Linked DNA regions of Rattus norvegicus: region 1 is linked to region 2. The links are chromatin contacts, called in public Hi-C maps. All regions are on one chromosome and are shown on one strand. Each heading gives the region's core, a stretch centred on a gene start, on an enhancer-like site or on the middle of the called end of the contact. The rest is flanking DNA. Distances are from core to core; before and after follow the strand shown.

Region 1 (6,720 bases), core at 502-3,001, 360 kb before region 2:
ACAGAAGTAGGCACGTCCTGGTGAGTTTAAAGTCAGTGTGGTCTGCACAGTGGGTTCTAGGACAACAGTGGGGCTACATAGAGAGACCCTGCCCAGAAAAGAACAAAAAGATAGACGAGCCTTTGAAGGTGAGAGACATTTCTCTACAGCTTGATTTCTCAAGCCCCTAATGGAACATTGTTAATTCTGATTGACTAAACACCAGGACGATGTACAAGCAAGGGTGGCTACCAGCTGGGATGACTTCAAAGGGTACCTGTTCTGACTCTAGTATGAAGCCTCTCACTTTTAAGGTCCTATGTCATTCTTTTGAAGTGAGAGACTGCTGCAGACCACTGCTGGTGAGAGGCAGCTGGTAAGGCTACTTTCCAGGGAGGTGGTCAAGAACCCAGCCTTCCCCAATCCCACTCTCCTCTTACCGTGGACCTATTCCAGAAGAGGGCAAGTCGTAGGATCAGAACAGAATCTCTGTTCAGCCGCAGTGTTATCAACTGAGGCTTTGAAAACTGCCAGGTCCAAGATGGGTTCTGAATTCATTGGCCTGGATGGAGGTCTTGAACCCTTACAAGTTCTAAGAAATTCCCATGTTAGGGACCACAGTGGCTGTTATTCTCCAGATGTGTTGCTGCTCTGTCTGTCTGGCCCCTGCTGCTTCTTACTTGGTTCTAAGGAACCCAGAGTCCTTTTAGGAAATCTGAGGGGTTGATGAGGAGAAGGCAGAGAGAGGACACAACTACAACCCTGAGATGAGGCCCTCCATTCTCTTACTGGTGCTTGCCTAGCTGTGCTCCTGAAGAACAGCTCATTCCACAGATGTAGGAGAATGCCTGGCAACTGATACTTCTCTCCAGTCAGGCCTTGCCCACCATCTTTTTTTGTTGTTGAGGCAGAACCTCACTTTGTAGTCCAGATTGGCCCAGAACTCACTGTGTAGCCCCTTGTTAGCCTCAAACTTGCAGTAACTCTCCTGTCTCGGCCCATCAAATGTTAGGATTAAGAGCACTAATCAACAAGCCAGGCTGCAATTTGCATCTCTAACCAGCCAAGCATAAGACTGGTGAAGTTTGGAATGTATCTGGACCCTTTTCCTGGGTCTAGACAACTGAAAGGAAACTTTGGCCAATCTATCAGTCTCAAAAACAGAGCACCACACCAAAAAACGCTGTGCCCAAGTGTCTGCTACTATAAATGCAATCTTATTCCTTAGGTGTGAGGTACTAGTTTGGTGGTTTGGGACGCGGCAGCCACAGGCTGCCTGGTTGTGGACCACATCCCAGACCTGTTCCTCAGGTCCCGCCGATACCCAGCTAGCCAGCAGCTAGCAGCCCAGTCATCCTTTCCAGCCTCAGTCTGGAAAGCTGGACCCCGGCGCCGCGTGTGCTCTTGGCTGCCGGCGCCCAGGGCCCCGTGGCCACATCATCCTGAGGCTGGGAAGTGTGCGTTCTCGCGCCTTTGCGCCACGAAGCCGGGTCTACGCGGCGTCCCACACAAGGGGTCTGGGGGCATCCTGCATCTAGCCACCCCGGAGAGTGGATAGGACCCGGGCGGTGGGGGACCCCAGAGCGGTCTCTAGGACCCGCGGGACGCCGCAGGCGGGCGGGGTGCGGGGGAGACGCTAATTTGTTCCGTGGTAATGAGAACGGCGACTGCTGGCCGCGGATCCATTGCACAGACCCGCCCTCAGATCGCTGGTCCCCGGCGCCAACTCGGACAGGCTGCTCATTTATTGCAACGGTCAAGGGCGGCTCGTGCCAGAGTAGCGCGCGCGCGCACGCACACACTCGGGGAGGGGAGAAAGTTTTTTTTTGAAAAATGAAAGGCTAGACTTGCTGCTCCGCGACCCGGGCGCTGCGCGAGGGGGTCGTGGCAGACTCGGGGCAGTAGGACGTCCACCGGCTCGGCGCCCGCGTGGGATGCTGCAGCGCTGGTCGCGGGGCCCCTGAAGCAGCTGCACGCCAGGCCGGCGACAATGGCAGAGCGCCCGGCGCGGCGCGCGCCCCCCGCCCGCGCCCTCCTGCTGGCCCTGGCTGGGGCCCTGCTGGCGCCCCGTGCAGCCCGAGGTAAGTCACCCGCACAGGCGGCTGCCTGCGCGTCCCATCTCAGCCACCTCGCGACAAGCCGGGGTCTCCGCAAGTGCCACAGCGGCAAGGAGAGGAGACGCACCAGGGCGCATCTGAGGAACCCCTCCTCCATCCCCGCTCAGGCTCCCGGCGCTCCGACACTGGTTACCCCTGCCAGGTGCCCACTCCGGGGGTTGGGGTGGCACAGGGGAAGAAGACGTTTTGCTCGCGGACCTTGAAGCTGCTAGTGTCTGAATGAAAAGGCATAGCCTCGCCTCTTGGAGTGACATTTGCTCCTAAGGCTCTTAGTGTCTTGACAGTTACACGTGTCTCCTGGGAGGGTGTGCGTGGGGTCGTTTTACTGATCCAGTGGGGTAGTGAGTTCCTTCACCAGCTTCGGAGTCAACTCCCCACGAAGTTTCCTTTCCACCCCCCACTCTGACACAGCCGGGAGACGCAGAGGACGCGCCCCGCCCCCATCACAGGTGTACCCGCGGCGCTCTTTACTCTTTTTTTGTTTCATCTGGAGATTTCTGGCTTCCCTCCCTAATTGTCAGTAAGGATCAAACTTTAACAGAACTCCTCTCTTGCTCATCGTTAGCAAATAAGGGCTTACACCAAGACCTTGTGTAGCACGAGAACCCACTTCAGAGTTTAACGAAAGTGTATACATTAAAGGAGTTTTTACAGACTTGTATTTTCCGGAGTTGAATCTTCCTAAAGCCGGGGCACCTGTGGACCCTGTTCCTATAATGAGAACTCACAGCAGGTGCCTTTTTAAAATTCCGGAGCTTCCCCGGTCACCCTCGCTGCCGGCCCCCTTTAGCCACTAGGGGCGCTGTTCACCAATGAATGATTCGCCCTGACCTCCAACTCTCATTTCCGTGATTCTAGGTAATCAGGCGTTTAGTTTCCGACAACTAGCTAGCCCTCCTTCATCAACTGTTTCCAACAAGAAACATTTTATTTCTTAATTGTCACTGTCACCCTCGACCCTCCAGCATGTCTTACCATAACGTAACCAAATTCTAGCTCCCATAAATACCGACACAGCAAAATAGATCAACCTGGCAAATTGGTGATTGAATTAGACGGTTGCACATCAGTGAAAAAGGCTACAACACCGAAGCCTATTTAGCGAACTCTGGGACCTGCAGATGAAAACCGCAGTCTAAGGTGTTTTTGAGAGAGTTCTGTACAAACTGATTCCTTGGAAGGTTGTTCAGCAAGTGCACTTAGAAACATGTAAACCTGTGAGGTTCAAAGTATGCCTGAGTTGGCCGTGAACTTGGCATATGCTCCACACACACAAACAGAAGTCCGGGCACAGCTGATATATTTTAGAGGTCATTGTTTATTAAATAAAGCTAATAGCGGGGAGTTCCTTCACTGGGAGGGAGGCTGTAGCCTCTGTAGACAGAGTCTTGCCTTAGGATGGGGGAGACATCTTCAGCAAAGCAGGCTAGCATGCTTGTAGTGGTTTAAGTATTGTCTAATATTAATATTAATATTCCAAGTCCATGGTGTGTTTACACTTAGATTCTCAGTCCATTCCCCAAGTCTCGTCATCGAGGATGTTTAAAGCACACGAAGCATTTGCTCATTTTGGCAGATGATGGGAATCATTACTTGTCGAGGGCTGAGTATATCTTGAGTTTGACTGTAGCCTCGTTCATTGCTCCGAGCTCCAGCACGGCTCAGCACAAACAAGTCTGAAACAGAGTCCCAGATCCCAAGCCCCGCACCCCCAGCAATCTCCCCTGCTGCAAGAACGACATCTGTTGCTTCCTCCGGATGCCTCTTGCTGACACTTAATCCCCGAGTCTCCCTTTCACAACATGGGTATATTCCGATCTCCCCAGCTCCTTCCTTCTGTTTCAGTGCACCTTCCCAACCAGGCTGCCATCAGCATGTCCCTCAGCAGAAGTTCACTTGTATCCCAGCAGCTCGTGAGTTGTACACGTGGTGTTCTTCTTGTCTTCACATGGTGTTCTCTCCAGCCCAGCAGCCAGTGTGGTTGCTGTCCATCCTCAACCAGACCCTGGGAATTGCCTTTCCCAGAACTCTCCTGTTACTCTCTGTTCATGGATGTGTATGAGGGTTTATGGGTGTGCAGAAGCAGGTAGAGGACAGGTGACAATCTCTAGTGTCATTCCTTAGGTCCCACCCACCTTTTATAAACAGCCAGAGATGGTCACTGGCTGGAATTCATCAAGTACATGTGGCTGGCTGACTGGTAAGCCCTGGGGAGCTACCCATTTCTCTGCCTCTTAGCCTTGGGATTATAAGTGTGTACCCCGCCAAGCCTGACTTTTTGTGTGAATTTTTTGGGAAATTGAACTCAGGTCCTCATGTTTCCACAGCAAGCAATTTCTAGATTGAGCGAGCTCCCTGGCCCCTCAGACTGGTTCTTCTTTAGGAACGTGACTGCCTCAGCAATTACTTCAGGAGCCTGGAAAGTTCTCTCACATCCTGTATGGCCTCACGTCTGAGCAAATAACGTTTTCTTTCTTCCTTTCTTTCTTAGTTTTTGTGTTTTTATGATATGCACATTCCAGAAACTTCTGAGAAAGAGTATCTGGGTGATTCACATTTTGAAAAGTATTTTATGTGTATGGGTATTTTGCTTGTGTGTGTGTCTACCCTACGAGCCTGCATGCCTTACGCCTGTGGAGGCCAAAAGAGGGAACAAGATCCCCTGGAACTGGATTCTAGAGATGAATCCTAGAATCTAGAATCTAGAGAGTGCTCCTGTAGATGCCTGGTACTGAGCCTGAATCTACTAGAACAGTTAGTGATCTTAACCACTGAGCCATCTCTCCAGCCCAAGATAGTTCTTGGATGACTTGCGAATGCACGAAGGCTGCCTTTAGTTACAAACAACAGGAAACACAATCGTGGCAGAGTTTTTGTTGTTGTCCTTGTGTTTTTTGTTTTGTGTGTGTTTTTTTAACATGGAAAGCCACTGTGAAGTGAACTGTGTAGGAGTGATTTCACAGGTGTTGCAGGCCAGTGATCTAGTCAGGGATACTCATCCTCTGCATGAGTCAGTCAGGAACACCACACACATCCTCCGTGCATCTGAGTCAGTCAGGAACATTGCACTTCCTCAGCATCTGTCATCCTTAGATGCTGATGTCCACTCTTACCTTTTCGGCCTTGTCTCACGCTGGCTGATGCACCCCTATTCTCTTACCTGCATTCTAGGCAGCAGTGGAACTAAAAAGGCAAAGGCTGAAGGCCTACAATTCCCTCTTTTTTTTTTAAAGGAAAATAATATTTTTATAAGCATTTAGCAGATCTCATTGACAGCTTATGACCCAGGACATGGTTAGCTGCACAGGACTCTGGAAGACATGTGTAGCTGTGCACACAGGCTCCTCAAAAAAGAAAAAATAAGCCAGAGTTTAATAGGAAAGCTTGTGTCAGCTGTACCCTTCATACACATGCATGCACACACGCACATGCATGTGCACACACACACACACACAGAGGTGGGTGTCTATGTGTATAAAATCATACTTAACATGCAAACATTTCATCCCTTCCATTGTCATTTGGCTCTATTTGGCTTCTATTCTTTCCTTGTGGAAACATTTTTTTCATTTTTTTGGAGGAACTGAGGCTAAGTAATCTAAAGAAGCTGAGCACATTTCTCCCCATAGAAATGACGCTCTCCCTCCCTTCTTCCTTCCCACTCCTTCTGTCCCCCTTCCCTCCTCCTTTTCTGCTCTCTTCCTCTCCCTTTCTCCCACTCCTCTCTCGTTCACACTCATTTATGTGCATGCATCAGTGCGCACGTGAGCAAACACACACACCCCTGTGTGTACGGATAAGATACAGTACCTATATGTGTGCATATACCTGTATATATATGCATGCATGGTCAGCATTCTAGTCTTTCTGTCCTTGCATGTTCCCCATTCCATCTTCGATTGCTAGTTTGTTAGGAGTCACGTGTCCTTTGTATTCAATAAGGAATTTCCTTATTGTCTCTCTGCCCACTGCTGCCTGGGAACATGAGAAATTAGCAGCATACTCATTGTTCATCTTTTAAATATACTTTCTTTCTGAAAGTTCCCATCTTCTCTTTGTAACTGTAATCTTTATGTTTTCTGTAAATGTGCGTTAGCAGCGGTCTTTTCAGTGATCACATTGGGCACTCAGTGTAACTGTCAGGTTGAATTTTCATGCGAACTCTTCACTTTACTCTCTTACACTGTTTCTTCAGCTGCTGCTTCGTCTTCCCGGTCATTTTCCACCTCTACACTTTATTCTGTTTGTGGGGCATTTCCTTATATTTTCTAGCCCCTCCATTCACTTTGAAGATGTGTTTACTGCCCTTTTACAAATTGTCGTCTTCTCACTATACTGGCCATGTCTACTTGTCATGTGTAGAAAGTTTCTGTTAGCTCTGAATACATTATTGGTTCATAGATACTTGCTCACCTCAGGGTCACTGTGAAATTTGAGATTCTTTTGCCCCTCTAGTAGAATCTCTGACTTTGTTCAAACATCCTATTTCTGGTTCACTGTTGCCACTTAATCCTGGGATTCTGAGCTGGTTGGAAGTTCTATGTGCTTCCACAGGTAAACTTGCCAACAGGGGAAGACATTTGATTGAGGTTATCTCCATAGATCATTGTTTCTAACATGTGTA
Region 2 (6,453 bases), core at 2,299-4,798:
AGCAAATCAGTTTAGCTAGGAAGTCAGGCACCACAATACAAAACAACTCTAACATCTTACATCATAAATAAGTTCACCGAGGAATGCTGGTGGGCAACAGGAGTTGAAGGTTTCTATGGTAGAAGTTGACTAGAGGCTTGCAGTGAAGATCCCATGACTCTAGGGAAAGATGTCTGAATTCTGTAATCGGGAGCTTAGAAATGAGAACTGGAAAACAGTGCAGTGGCTGGCCGGCTGCCCTGCCCTGGCCTTCTCTGAGGATGCTGGAACCAGAAGGTGCAGGGAGATGCCAGGTGTCTGCTATGAGGAAAGTGGAGGGGATGGCTCTGCTTTGGTGCGCATTTTAAGACACCAAGCCTTCAAAGGGGACAGGATGGCATGTAGCTCAAAATATGCCTCAATTTTCAGTTTCATTCTCCTACCAGAAGTCTTTCCTGGGCTTTGAGTAGATCCCAAGTGTCCCTATTTCAATGCTGTATCTAACTAAGTTTGTCTTTGCTTGTGCTTCAAAGGCTTGACCTTGGATGAGGCATCACACTATCTCTAATTCTTTTTCTCTCCACTTCACTGCTCTCTTGCTTTTTTCCCTTCAGTATACTTCCCATGACTCCATGCATGCAAGCTTACCACTGCTTGCTGTCCTTTCTCTCCTCCTCAGCAGAGCTTCTGCAGAGGCCAAAGCCATACATTACTATGCAAACTGTACAAGGATGTTTGTGTCCAACCTAAATATTTACACACAAGTTAAGTTCTGTACAATTCAAACTTATCCCATGCCCATTTGTTGCAAGGTGTTGGGCCAGGCAGCCCCAGATGAGTTCAAGACTGAGTTAAATCATTCACCATCCTGCAGGCCTTATCTCCTGGAGTCAGTATCGTGGCTGAGAGAAGCTTGCCTGGACACACATGGCTGCAGAATAAATACAGTCCTCAGCTGTTACTCAAGGCCTCATTTATTCATCCCCAAAGCCCACTAGAAAAATCAGTCTCTTTTCCAAGGTGTGGCATTAGAGGGGTAGCTACAGAACAGAGCTGCCCTGACCCTGGGTGAAGCCCTTCCTGTCCCCATCCCATCCAGAGTCTATAGTCTGATTTCCTCCTGAGCTTATTCCCCTGCATGGGGAATGATGGGTGGAAGAAGAGAGGGTTGCATGGTGTACTGCCAGGAAGGTCTCTCTGACTTCTATGACAGACAAGAAATGTCAGAATGAAACGTAAGGTTCAAAGGTCAGCCCCAGGATGAAAGGCTCAAGCAGAATGTACACAGGGTATGTCAGATCCAGGCATTCGAGGAAAGATGCTCCAATGAGATCCAGCTACATCACCCAACTCCACGTTTACCAAAACCCTTTCTCCTTGGTGCTCCTCCAACATTGAGATTCCAGGAGAAATTAGTAACTTGCACCACAAATTACTTCAGGCACCAAAACCCAACAGAGCCAAAAATAATAATAATCTGAGCATTAGACCTCTCTAACATCAGGCCCTGTTCCCTGCCTTCTGTTGTCAAATTCAGCTCCATTCTGGTATCCTTTATTTGTAAAGCCACCCCTCTTCACTCAAAGAAGGTGCACGGTTGGCAAGGCCAGCCCATCCGTCAGTGCAGACACACAGGCAAGGGTCTAACCCTGTGCCCTGGGATGGGAGGACGGTGGCAGGAAGGGAGCTCGGTGACGCTGAGGTTGGGGGATGAGAAGCCTGTCACTTTCACACTGGTGCCGTTGGGAGTTAGCCGCCATGGAAAACTCGAATTCCCTGCTGTAGAGAGGCCTCATGGCAAGATGGAGCCCGTGGACAGTGGCAGGCAGTGATGGAGAGAAAAAAGTCTAGGAAGGGTCCTACATGCCAGCTTCCAGCCAACAGACGCACTACTGCACCCGCCAAAGTCCATGGAGCAGAGGCCAGGGCCATCACAGGCCAGCTGAGAGACAGACAGATGGACACACAGTCGGTTATACACTAATATGAGATAATAAAAAATGGTTCTGATGGCATAAAGAAAAACATTTGAATTTTAAAAAACATAAATACACTCACCACAATGTGAACTCTCTAGACAAGCAGAATAAATGTCCTGAAATACTACATGGGCTGAAAATTATAATCCAGAAAATAAAGGTGGATCAGGTTATTCTTAGGAAGAGGTAGACTATATCGATAAGTGAGCATCCTCACTATGGTTTGGGAAGGGTTGGTCCCCTAAGAGATGGGTGGGCATGCCCGTGAGAGTGTGTGTGGTAAGTGCTCATGTACACATGCAAGTCTACACACAGTCTCCCTTGCTTGTTGACATTCATTCAATAGAGGTCTAATGCACTGGCAAATTTTAAGGCATTCTGTTTTGGATTTTGAGATAAAGCCTTGGAATTCTGTCTAGGCTGGTCCCCATCTCCTGGCCTCAAGTGAAACCCACATTCACCCACCACCCACCCCTGTCTCAGCCTCCCAAACACCTGGGACCACAGACCTGAGCCTAGATCCACTAGCAAATGCTTTAAATCTACCATTAAAAGCATCCTGTGTTCAACCAGTTCACACACTGTCCTGCTCTCTCTCCCCCTTCATTTATCACACAAACTTCCTGATTAACCCTCTCTGCTGCCTACTGCCCCTCCTCCCACGGCCTCATCTTAGGCAGTCACAGTGGCCATCATAGACCGTATAGACCCTGCCTCTTCTGGATTAACAACTTTATTTGCTTCCCCCAACCTCTTTCTAGTAAAAGCCAGTGCTCTCTGGGTAAGTCACAGCCACCTGGTTACCTCTTGCTACCTTGTCAACCTCACCAATACTCCTCCACATCCTCCACGACCTTCCCTGTTTGGCACTGCTTTGGCTTGGAAAGTCCCACCCCACACTTGCTTCAGGCCCTTAATCCAGGTCCCAGACCCCTAACCTGCCCCATGCTTTCCTCCTTAGGACCCTGACACCCTGTGCATGTTCACTTGCATGTTCACTTATCAGGCGTTCTCAATATGAGGAATTCCTATGTGACTCCAGTGTCACATCTCTGGCTTTTGGAACAGTGTTTGCAGTGTCATAGGCACTCAGTAATATATGAAGAAGATGTGGATAAAAAGCATAAGAGGGTGGCAACTGTCACAGCAAGGAAGGGCAACAGGAAGACAGCAAGGGAGCCTTTCAGATGATGGGGAATGTTACATTGGCAGGACGAGGGGACAGAGTGATGGGGGAGAACAAGAACCACACAGAGAGGATGCCAAGGCATATTCAAAACACAGGAAGCCCCTACATCAGAGAAAGTTTGTGCTCTGAAATAAGAGGTAATCAAGCAGCTGTGAGCAAGCTGCACACACACACATGCATCATGTATACCATACAAAGAGACAGACAACACAAATGTGTATACATGCACATTTGTGCACACATGTGGAACATGATGAAACAACACCCTAGGGAGCATGGCCTTCATCCTCCATGCAAAGAAGACCCACTTAGGATGATATTACAAATGAGAGAGAGAGAAAAAAAATCAGTCTTCAGGGTAGAAAGAAGAGGCAGAGAGCAAGGAGACTCATCTCACCAGCAAATCCTGGGCAGTTCAGGGACTAGGACACATAGGAAAACAGACAGAAATGGAGCAGAATGCCTTGGCCTTGTGAAGGAGAGCAGAGGGGGAAACCCACAAAACTAGGTAACTGTACTTCTGAGAACTATAAGGGAAACCCAAGCCAAAGACCACTCCAGTGATGCAGACTACAGTGTGCTGATGGACCAGAGCCAAACTTCCAGGGCAGGAGGAAGCACCCAAGGCCACAGTGTGCACTAGATAACCATCTTAGTAAGGAAGGCATCTGCCAGCTTTAATGATAGAATGAGGTGCGGAAGGAGACAAATGAGGTAGGACTGCTGCAGTCCAAGCCTGCCACCTAGTGGGCAGATACAAGTGCACACTTTTCAAGGGATAAAACCTTTCACCAAAAAGCCCTTGGAGCCAGTTCAGGTGATGCCACCAGCTCTGGATGGCAGACCACTACCCAAACTGTTCTCTGGCCAGACCACAGCCAGGTTTCTGGGGTCAAGGTGAATGAGGCAGACCCTATGTTAGCTGAAGGCTGGAGCGTGTGACTGGTGTCTCTCTAAATAAACCTTGGGCACTTGGTATAAAAAGAAGGGAGGGAGGGCAGGCAAGCCAAGAAGTGGCAAAAGAACATAGCCAGGACAGTTCCCCAGGCTCTGGCCATGCACAAGTCAGACAAGTTAAAGACTCTGTCTTTTTCTTCCTCCATTAAAAAAAAGACTTAAAATATAATTTAAGGATGAGAAAGACAGTTCAGTGGGTGAAAAGAGCATTTGTCATAAAAGCATCAGGACCTGAGTTCAGATCCCTAGCACCTACATTAGAAAGCTGGCTGTGGCCCCACACACCTGGAGTGCCAGCACTGGGGTAGGGAAAGACAGGAGGACAGTTGGGGTTTGCTGGCCAGTGAGCAGGCAGTCATTGCCAGAGGGCAAGCTGGCTGTCAATGAAGGAACTTGTTTCAATGGAATAGGGGCTAAAATGAAAAAGCAGGGCACTCAACATGCTCCTCTGGCCACCATGGGTAGGTATACCTGCACAAACACACACACATACACACACACACACACACACACACACACACACACACACACAAAATACATTTTTTAAAGATTTGTTTATTTATTATATGTAAGTACACTGTAGCTGTCTTCAGACACACCAGAAGAGAGCGTCAGATCTCATTACAGATGGTTATGAGCCACCATGTGGTTGCTGGGATTTGAACTCGGGACCTCTGGAAGAGCAGTCAGTGCTCTTAACCGCTGAGCCATCTCTCCATCCCCAAAATACATTTTATATTATGTATATATGCATTTAAAAGGAAATTGACTTCACAATAGACCATGTGACATGATTTTTAAAAACCATGGCTATTTTCTGTCAATTTGACATAAGCTCAAGTCAGTTGAGAACATGTTTGACCAGATATCCTACAGGAAAGTCTATGGGGCATTTTATTTGGTTGGTTTTGGTTTGGTTTGGTTTGGTTTTTTTGATCAATGATTGATGTAGAAGAGCCCATGCCCACTGTGGGCGGTGCTAGTCCTAGGTAGGTGGTCCTGAGAGTGTAAGAAAGCAAGAAGAGCAAGCATGAGGAGCGAGCCTGTAAGCAGCACCCCTCCCCTCCATGACCTCTGCAACAGCTCCTGCCTCCAGGTTCCTGCTCTGACTTCCCCCATGATGGACTGTGGTGTGGAACTGTGAGCTGAAGTAAGCCTCTTCCTCCCCAAGTTGCTTTTGACCATGGTCCTTATCACAATAGAAACCTAACTGAGTCAGGGATTCAGGGTCCAAAATTATTTTCATATGGTAACTATATTTCAGATAATGCTATTTCTGTTTGAATACAGAGAAATGCTTCTCAAATATCAGGATGTTACTTAGGTAACAACTAAAGGGTGGAGTGGAGGGAAGAATAACACTGGGAAGGGAAGAAGGGGACAGTGTGACATGAGACCAGATACACGTCATCACCATCCAGGCTGTCCCCACGTCCCCACACCAGCACTTGGGTATAATGCCTCCGGAGGAAAGGCCAGACAAGCACCTGACAAAGCATCCTAGATCCTGACCGCGTCATTGCCGGTGTCTGCCTGTGACTTACTGCACTACTGTGTCCCGGGCACCAGTGAACGGTAGGGGAGGCTCTGCTGTGCCAATCCTTGTGGCACCTACAGCAAAGGCTAAGCAAGGCCACACTGCAAAGAGCTGAGCAGCCAAGGGAAGTTAAGGCAGTGCTAACATGAAGACAAGGAGTCCCCTTCCATGGCACTTTGTTTGTGTAAAAGCCATAACTCTGCAAGGGCCTGCAGCCTGCCAGCAGTGGTCTAGGAACTGGGACAGAGTACTGCACAAGCCAGAAGTCTGGCCCATCTCCCATTGTGCCTAAATATTGGTGGGGAGACCCAATAGAACAAGCCACCACATGGGAGGGCCCCAGCGCGGCACTTGTGAGCGCCTCAATGGGGATCTGAGGTAAGGCTGCAGGCAGGGCGTGTGGACTGGCAAACTTTGTGGCCTTTAGAGCAAGAAGGGAGTATGGAGGAGGGAACTTCATTTAGGGTTCATATCCTGGGAAGGATGTGGCCAATTAAATCAGAAGAAAATGCTCAAGAGACTAACAAGCAAGGCCCTGATGTGAGGCACACCCGGCCTCCAGGCTGAAATGGAGGCCATTCTGGGTAGAAAGAGTTGAGAAGAGGACAGCTAGGTCAGACGAGATTAGAGCAGTCAGCTGGTGTGGACTAGAGGTGCTTCACCTGGCATCCACACACAGAACAGCCCGATGGGAACCACAGCTCACATCAACCTGCTAACTTGTCTATCCAGCTCTGCATTGTTGCCATAGGCAAATACACTAGCCTACTTCTGGAGTCAAAGAAGCTCTCAGTTATAGGGGTTCGTTCCCA

What was found. Hi-C and Micro-C count contacts between places; a contact is called where the count stands out from the background.
Region 1: a Hi-C map of mammary epithelial cells shows a contact between it and region 2, with 6 times the contacts expected there. The contact joins the promoter of Adam12 here to the enhancer-like site in region 2. A contact is called at or near these places in 9 of 12 Hi-C or Micro-C datasets (the A7r5 cell line, the Rat2 cell line, frontal cortex and 5 more) and 1 of 1 datasets of contacts at active chromatin or transcription factors (oligodendrocytes).

The regions. Positions count from the first base shown.
Region 1 is chr1:198,438,711-198,445,430 of GRCr8, reverse strand. It overlaps Adam12 (ADAM metallopeptidase domain 12), which reads left to right and starts at 1,751. Exons shown (of 23, transcript NM_001427293.1): 1 at 1,751-2,060. The coding sequence starts at 1,970. It overlaps LOC134483951 (a long non-coding RNA gene), which reads right to left and starts at 552. Exons shown (of 2, transcript XR_010061156.1): 1 at 420-552.
Region 2 is chr1:198,077,401-198,083,853 of GRCr8, reverse strand. The region is part of intron 2 of Fank1 (fibronectin type III and ankyrin repeat domains 1); the gene reads right to left. Among named protein-coding and RNA genes, the nearest start is that of Fank1, 73 kb to the right of the region's middle. Within about 2 kb of position 3,548, at least 4 of the 93 cell types and tissues checked have an H3K27ac peak or open chromatin away from gene starts, as enhancers often do.